2 separate regions of the Sus scrofa genome follow, and region 2 is linked to region 1. The links are chromatin contacts, called in public HiChIP or PLAC-seq maps. All regions are on one chromosome and are shown on one strand. The core of a region is the stretch at or near the end of the contact, and the rest is flanking DNA. Distances in the headings are between cores, read along the strand shown.

What was found. HiChIP or PLAC-seq counts read pairs in DNA pulled down with a chosen protein or histone mark.
Region 2: an H3K27ac HiChIP or PLAC-seq map of alveolar macrophages shows a contact between it and region 1. The contact joins two enhancer-like sites. A contact is called at or near these places in 1 of 5 promoter capture datasets (liver) and 1 of 2 datasets of contacts at active chromatin or transcription factors (alveolar macrophages).

Annotation. Positions count from the first base shown.
Region 1 is chr9:86,377,632-86,381,880 of Sscrofa11.1, forward strand. No RefSeq gene overlaps it. Among named protein-coding and RNA genes, the nearest start is that of AHR, 130 kb to the right of the region's middle. Within about 2 kb of position 1,945, at least 4 of the 83 cell types and tissues checked have an H3K27ac peak or open chromatin away from gene starts, as enhancers often do. A contact at or near this core is called in alveolar macrophages, where this site is marked.
Region 2 is chr9:86,520,302-86,524,844 of Sscrofa11.1, forward strand. It overlaps AHR (aryl hydrocarbon receptor), which reads left to right. Exons shown (of 11, transcript NM_001303026.1): 2 at 3,094-3,281. Among named protein-coding and RNA genes, the nearest start is that of AHR, 11 kb to the left of the region's middle. Within about 2 kb of position 1,335, at least 19 of the 83 cell types and tissues checked have an H3K27ac peak or open chromatin away from gene starts, as enhancers often do. A contact at or near this core is called in alveolar macrophages, where this site is marked.

The DNA of each region.
Region 1 (4,249 bases), core at 695-3,194:
TGTATAAGTTGTTTGCATATTTTAGAGATTAGTCCCTTGTCAGTTGCATCATTTGAAGCTATTTTCTCCCATTCTATAAGTTGTCCTTTAGTTTTCTATTTGGTTTCTGCTGTGCAAAAGGTTTTCAGTTTGATTAGGTCCCATTGGTTTATTTTTGCTCTTATTTCTGTTGCTGTGGGAGACTGACCTGAGAAAATATTCGTAAGGTTGATGTCAGAGAATGTTTTGCCTATGTTCTCTTCTAGGAGTCTGATGGTGTCTTCTCTTATATTTAAGTCTTTCAGCCATTTTGAGTTTCTTTTTGTGCATGATGTGAGGGTGTGTTCTAGTTTCATTGCTTTGCATGCAGCTGTCCAGGTTTCCCAGCAATGCTTGCTGAAAAGCCTGTCTTTTTCCCATTTGATGTTCTTGCCTCCTTTGTCAAAGATTAATTGACCATAGGTGTCTGGTTTTATTTCTCTATTTTTATCCATTGGTCTGTCTACCAGTACCACACTGTCTTGATGACTGTGGCTTTGTAATATTGCCTGAAGTCTGGGAGAGTTATGCCTCCTGCTTGGTTTTTGTTCTTCAGAGTTGCTTTGGCAATTCTGGGTCTTTTGTGGGTCCATATAAATGTTTGGATTGTTTGTTCTAGTTCTGTGAAGAATGTCATGGGTAATTTGATAGGGATTGCATTGAATCTGTAGATTGCTTTGGGTAGTATGGCCATTTTTACAATATTAATTTTTCCAACCCAGGAACATGGAATATCTTTACATTTCTTTACATCTTCTTTAATTTCCTTGATTAAAATTTTCTAGTTCTTGGCATATAAGTCCTTTACCTCCTTGGTCAGCTATATTCCCAGGCATTTGATTTTTTGGGGTGCAATTTTAAAAGGTATTGTACTTCTATATTCCTTTTCTAATATTTCATTGTTAGTATACAGAAATGTGACTGATTTCTGAATGTTAATTTTATATCCTGCTACTGTGCTGAATTTGTTGATCAGTTCAAGTAATTTTTGAGTTGAGTCCTTAGGGTTTCCTATATATAGTATCATGTCATCTGCATACAGTGACAGTTTTACCTCTTCTCTTCCTATTTGGATGCCTTTCATTTCTTTTGTTTGTCTGATTGCTGTGGCTAGAACTTCCAATACTATGTTGAATAACAGTGGTGAGAGTGGGCATCCTTGTCTTGTTTCAGGTTTTAGTGGGAATGCTCTCAGATTTTCTCCATTGAGTATTATGTTTGCTGTGGTTTTGTCATAAATGGCTTTGAGGTTTGCTTTTTAAACATCCTGTTGACTCAGCCAAATTCTTTATCATTAATATTGCATCATTTATTCATCCTAAAGCTTTTTTCTTTATTTCTAAAACATCTCTGGCTATGAAATCAAGATTGCCTTGAAATATTGGTTGACAGATGACAATTTCTTTTTGTTCAAATCGCAATTTTTTGTGTCTATATTTTAAATTTATTTTGAGTATGAACATACGCTTAGTCCTTATTACTTGTATACTAATGTGCCTGTAAATCAGCTAAGCTGAATAACGCAGCCTTCCTCAAATTTTCAATTTCTAGGGCCTATTGCAAGCTGACTAAATATCTAACATGTTTTGTACTAAATATGAATTCACTTATCAATTGCATTCTTAAAGTTTTTCATTCAGATTTCTCTATTGAATCAAATTGGCATTTTCATAGTTTCTTCTTAGACTCCTTTTTGAAGAAAAAATATATATAGTTTAGAAAGTGCAGTTACTATTTATAACAAGGGAAAAATGCAAATATCACAGCAGAAGTAATTACATCAAATTAGCATGGCCTTAGACATACTTATATGCTGATATGTCCTAACTGCGTTTCTCTAGTTCAGACCTCCCTCCCAAATTCTAGACCATGAGTTAGCAAACTTTGACCTTCAAGCCAAATTTAGCTACAGCCTGTTTGTGTAAATTTTTATTGTAACACAGCCCTGCCCATTATTTTGCACATTGTCTGTGGTTGCCCAGGGGTGGAGTAGTTGTGACGTAACATCTGGCCCACAAAGTCTAATAAAATATTTATTCTCTGTTCCTTTACAAAAGTTTGCTGATTTCTGCTCTAGACTTACAAGCCTATTCCCTCCTATATCTTCACTTAGATGTCCAAAAGTAATGTTGAACTGAAAATGTTCAAAACCAAACTCGCCATCTTTCCTCCAAAAGCTGTTCCAACAGGTGTCTTACCCATCCCAGTTGATGACAATTCCATCTTTACACTTGTTCAAACCTAAAGCTTTGGAGTCATTTCTTTACTTTCTGGTTTCTCTCCCAGCCCTCCTCCAGGCAATGAGATCATCCTAAAGGCTCTATTTTCAGCAAGTACTTGGAATTCAGTCTTTTCTCAAGCCCCTCCACTGCTGAGGCTTTGGTTAGAACAAGCATCATGTTTTAGCCTCATTACTGCTATTGCTGCCCAGGCTGCTTTCTTTTTTTTCTTTTTTTTTTTTTCTTCATTTTCTTTCCTTTTTTTTTCTTACTACTCAGTGAATTTATTACATTTATACTTGTACAATGATCATCACAATTCAAATTTATAGGATTTCCATCCCACAACCCCAGCGCAGCCCCCCAAGGCTGCTTTCTTTTGGCTGTGGCCTTTATAATCCCCTTGACTCTTTTCAACACACGTCTAAATTAATCCTAATGAAATAGAAATCACTCTATGGCTTTTTGCTTCTCTAAACTTTATGGTGGCTCCCACTTTTCCTTAAAATATAACCATCTCTAAGTCATTTTATTCCTCCAAGTTCATTTATTCTTCCTTCCTCAGAATTTGGTTAATAGAATTTCTATTTGATTAATAAAATTCCCATCCATTTTGACTCTTTCTAATTTTAAGATGATACTTCCACTACTAAAACTTCATAACTTAAACTCAGTTCATTAGAAACCAGAGCTTAAGGCTAAGATCATAAATATTTTTTGAGGAAGTACAAGCTTAACGTTAATGATATCATGGAAAAATGGTAATAAAACAAGGAGAGATGGAAAGTAATGAAATAGAATTGTTAGTGCAGTAGCCACCCTTTTCAACTAGCTGCAGAAAAACACAGTAAGATACTCAGGTGTGTTCTTCTGGCATGTAGGAATTTTTTGAAAAACCCACAAGGAAAGGCTGTAATTTAAAATGTCAAAGGGACAAAGAAAAGGAAAAGTATCTGCCTAGCACCCTTTTACTCCCCCTTCCCTTTGGTTAGAGTTTCCCCATAGAAAGCTGATTTTCCTCACCTTTGTGTTGCCTTGTCTGGCTGTACAGAAAGCAGGTAGTGTGGCATTTTATTGAACCCAGAAATGACTCGACACAAATGAGCTCAGCATGTGGGAAGTGAGGACAGCTTAAGCTCAACATTTTAAAATCTGACTCAAGTGTCCTCTGAGAATTAGACACCCGCAAAGTCACAGGTGGTCTGTAAGGAAAGTAAATTCTTTAGAATTAGGCAACTGAGGGAATCTGGGAAGGGCTACAAAACTCCCAATTCCAGTTATCAGCTCTTTTCAACTTCTAGCCATCTCCAGAAAAAGAACAGAACAGAAAAGAAAAAGACCGTTTTGAATATTGTTTCATTCCGCTAAGTTCTCTATTTGTCATCGATCAGGTCAGAACTTTCTAAATGTTTGCCCTCCCTTCCAGACAACATGCTCATGCCTCCGCCCCTGATCAGTAGCCTCTGGTGCCTCTGTGATCTCACCCAGCATTGTTCCCTTTTGTTGTTCTTGCTTTATTATCCAGAGCCAGTCCATTCAGTGTTGCTCTTTCTTGGAATTCCTACTCAGGAAAATCTTCTACACTTACCTGCTTTGTCTGTCTCTACTTCTGGGTTCCTCTGTAATACTAGACAATGTAACAAAAGCATAAAAATGAATGACCAGTGAATTCATATTATTTTAAGCTTTATCTTCACTGTTGGCCTTGGATCCTTTTATTACTCTCAAATGTACTCTCTGTAATATTTTTGCTACCAGGTATTGAAATATTTATATTTGCTCAATATCCAAATTCCAGTTTATCATCTCACTTCTTATTGATTGTTAAATTTACTGACTTATTAGCTCAAGAACATTAAAAATGGGCTCATTTCCATGTGAAAATCTCTGATTCTAAGGCTGATGTTGTTACTGATGACATGAGATTTGATCCAGAATCCCCTCCTCTAGAACTTTGCTTCAATAGTCAGCCACTCTTATCTTCACTTTATCCACATTTTTTTGGCTTTTTA
Region 2 (4,543 bases), core at 85-2,584, 140 kb after region 1:
TAGGGTTGAATGCTGCAAAGAGCCAGCACAAGATGGGCAGCATATCACATGGAGAAATACCTCTAAACCTCTTTCTTCTGCTGTTATTGTCATTTCTTTCTGTGTCATAGTAGCTTGTCTTGCGTCAGCATTTGTGTTATTCTCTTCTCCCCAGTGTTGTATAGTCATTACTGGAAAGCTACCAAGAGTGCAATAGTGGATTTCATTTTCAATTATGAGAAATGCTATCTCCACAGAATATTCCTTAATGGAACGGTTGTTTAAGACTTTTGCATAAAAAGTATAAAGTAGTAGTATGGCAGGAGTCCATTGGGAGTAGGTCGGGGAAGACTTTGCAGATGTGATCTAATTGAGCAGTACCTCGAAGCTGGTGAGACAGAGCAAGGGGATTCTGTGGAGTCACAAAAGGAATAGGGAGGAGCCATAGAAAGATCAGATGAGTCTGGTTCTCTAGGTTCGGGAACATGGTCTGCATGGAGCTACTGAAAAACTTGAATCAGAGGAGTGACAGATTTATATTTCAGAAAGAAGTGCTGGCTTCAGTGCCATGTGCCTTGCATTACATCCTCTCCATCACCATAGTCAGCTTGTTAAAACACAAGACTGGTCATATAGGAGTTCCTGTCATGGCTCAGAGGTTAACGAACCTGACTAGTATCCATGAGGATGCAGGTTCAATCTCTGGCCTTGTTCAGTGGGTTAAGGATTCAGCGTTGCTGTGAACTGTGGTGTAGGTCACAGACATGGCTTGGAGCTGGCATTGCTGTGGCTGTGGTGTAGGCCGGTGGCTTCAGCTCTGATTCAACCCCTAGCCTGGGGACCTCCATATGCTGCAGGTATGGCCCTAAAAAGACCAAAAAAAAAAAAAAAAAAGACTGGTTATCTAAAACCTGGCTGAAAACTTAAGATGACTCCCAGATACCAAAGGTCAGTTCGATACCATTTCTGAGGGGGCACTTGTGATTTCCTCTTTCATGGACTTTTTTTCATCAGATACCCACAAGGCTCACTCCTCCCCTGTTCATGTCTGTTGATGTTGAGATGTTCATGAAACATCACATCAGAGACCTTCCCTGGCTGTCTGTCAAAACCAGCACCCATCACTCCTTACTTCCTTATCTTGGTTTATTTTTCTTCTTAACACTTACCAGCTTGGAAAGTTATGTGCTTGTTCATTTATTTATTCATTTATGTATTTATGTATCCTCCCATCAGGATGTAAGCCTCAGAAGAACAGGAGCTTCAGTACGTTTTGTTCACTACTCAGTGTTCTGTGCTTGGCACATGGTGTGTGTGGGGAGGTCACTATCTGTTGAAGGAATGTGGCCCTGGCCAGCTCCGTCCTTGTCTCTCTTGCAGCTGGTGCTTCACAATTCAAAGGCCCTGTGCCAGGTCACCATTCCTCACCATGCTGCCTCCTGCAGTCCTGTTCATCTTACAGAACCCAGCTCCATCTCTTCTAGCAGTTGTTCATTGTACTTAGCTCCTATAACACATTTTGAATATGTGGAAGAATGATTTCCTAAACTGCTAGGACATGATAGTTGCAAATAAATATTTAACAGATGATGAGTCAGAGGAAAATTATTCAATGAGGTAGACATGTATTAGAGATAAAAGTTGAAATTCAGTTGATTAATTGGAGAAATGCAGTAATTAGGTGTGACTTGAATTTGATTATACATGTAATATGATTAGGGAAAAGAGCTAGATAAATAGTCACCAATTTCTATTAAGTATGCAATTATTTAAATAGTCTGGAGAAAGTATCTAGTGGAAAGTATGCCACTTTACCAATTTATTACTCTTATTTTTTTGCAGGAATAACATGAGGTATAATAGAAAAAATAGAAACAGACAAGTTCTGAAGAAATTACTGGTTAGGGACAGTAAAAAATGTGTTAAATTTTCACATTACTTTCTATAATTTCTTTGTATAAAGCATTACTTCTTCATGTTGGCTCATACCATTAAAAGCATAAATTATCTAGAAATGTTTTGATTGAATCAACTTAACAGCATTATACTCAAGCCAGTTTATACTTTTTAAGATACTGTAATTTAATTTGAATTGTCACAGATGTGTTTGTCTTCTCAATAAAACTGGAGGAAAAAAGTCTTTGTCAAAAGAATTCTCTGAATAATTATTTTTCTGGCAAATGGGAGGGTGTAGTAACATGATCTAAAAATTATGTTGTTTGGTTTTTAATATCCTCTCTATTTATATTCACTTTAATGAATTTCTGTTATGAAATCCTGGCTAAGGCCTTTGTAATGAAGTTCAATTTCTTATTTCTGAACTCAAGTTCTACTCCTAACCATAAATATCTTTTCACTCAGATGAAAATTGTGCTGAATGTTGGGATTATATTGAATTTTTTAATTGAGTCACAAACTATGATAACTAATAATTAAGTCAGATTACCCACCAGTTACAAAAGCAAAATTTATCATTAATCACAGTTAGCCTCTAAGATTTGTCACCCAACAAATATCAGTAACTAAAGTCAAATATTTTCTTGCCTTAATGTTGGATTTGCCCATTAGATGGCTGGAGGACCTTGCAGAGGGGCTGGACCAGGTTTGAGATGTTTTCACTGACAGGATGAAAGTATTAAATATTGGAAGCTAAGCATCATGAAGATAAGTTTTTATTTAGGGTTGCTCCTATTTATAGCAAAAGTGACTTTTCCAAGATGATTCTTGTGGAAGATAGCAAAGGAAGCTTAATTTTCACATAACTTCTTGCAGTTTTCTTTTTTCCCCTGTAACAATGGCTGTGAGAGGTAGAAAATCCTAGTAGATTTTTTCATGGAAATCATATACAATAAATATATAAGGTGTATAAGATGTACTCAGCATTTTCCTGTGATGGGTTCATAAGTTTTTAATAAAACATGAAGGAGTTTACCCATTCCTTTGTTTTTCTTAATTAAGGTATTCAAGAAGCATTTTGAAAGGATTTATATGAACTTGAAGTAGATTTTAGATGTTTGTTTTGTTAAAAAAATATTCGAGGAGATTTTATAATGCAATAGAAATTTTTGCTTTATAGATTTTAATGCATTTTATGGTGCTTTGTTTGTTTTTCAGTGTCAAGCCAATCCCAGCTGAAGGAATCAAGTCAAATCCTTCAAAGCGGCATAGAGACCGACTTAATACAGAATTGGACCGCTTGGCCAGCCTGTTGCCTTTTCCACAAGATGTTATTAATAAGCTGGACAAACTCTCAGTTCTTAGGCTCAGTGTCAGTTATCTAAGAGCCAAGAGCTTCTTTGATGGTAAGACAGAAGGGTTTAATTTTTCTGTAATCACTTACAAAATATTTAGGTTGAGTATGGCTGTTTCTGTTTCTCTGTTGAAAACTGCAAAAAAAAAAAAAAAAAATCATAATGTGAAAGGTTTTGCCTGTTGCTGTATGGTAAAACTTAAATAGCAAAGCCAAAACTTGAATGTTTCTAAAAATCAGTTTTCCAGATTGATTTATCAGATGCTGCCACTTAAGTGACATGTAGTGTCATCTTTTGACAGTCATAACACTCAATTAAGTGTGACACTTTTCCAGTACTTCTCTTTCCAACTCATTTTTTTGAAGTCTTTTAACTACTAAGCTATATTTTACTGGGTTTCATTCAGCATGTTTCATATATACATCATTTTTATTTATCCTTTCAAAATGATCTATACTTATACTGTGTTATATTAACTGTGTTTTGCTCCAGGAAAATGTAGTTTAAATTTTTTTTTTCCCCACTGGAGAAATTAGAGTCAGTAGAATTGGATTTCAGTCTCCATTGTGCTGCTGACAAGCTATCTGTCTTGAGCCTCTAGGCTTCCCTGTACCTCAGTTTACTCAGCTGTAAAGCTAGGGATTTGAATTAAGTGATATTTACCTTCTAATCACCTGGTATTTCAGAGTCATAAAATATTATAAATGGAAGTTTTTGTTTGACAGTGATGTTTCATTGTGTCTTCTCATGTAAAACAATTCTGTTTCTCCTTTTGTCTGTTTATATGTCAGAAATATAATTTTTAGGAACTGTTGAGTATTTTCAATATATCATGTTATTTTACAAACAGATAGTAAAGCATTGACAATAAAATCTCAGTGGCTTATGCCACTGCTACTTCAAGTCTAACATGCTCACAAATCACGTAGGGCTTCTGATGAGATGAAATCTTACTTAGTCGGTTTCAGCGTAGCATAGATTTTGCACTTCTCACTCGATGTCAGATGATGCTGATACTGCTGCCCTTGACACATTTACAGATACTTGAGTTTGCAGTTTGTGTTTAAAATATTGCAAAACACTTATTTCCCTTTGGGTTTATGTTTGGATGGTTTGCTATGTTTAGTCTGGACATCTTTTTATTTGTTGGTTTGTTTGCTTGCTGTATGTTCTTCATTTTGGATAAAAGCTATAATTTAACCATTGTGATCTGGGCAGTATACACTGATTTGAGGATAATAATTTTAGGGAAAATTATGTATTCGGAGATTCATAGTAGACACTTAAATTTTCTCTATTCTGTCTATAAAAAT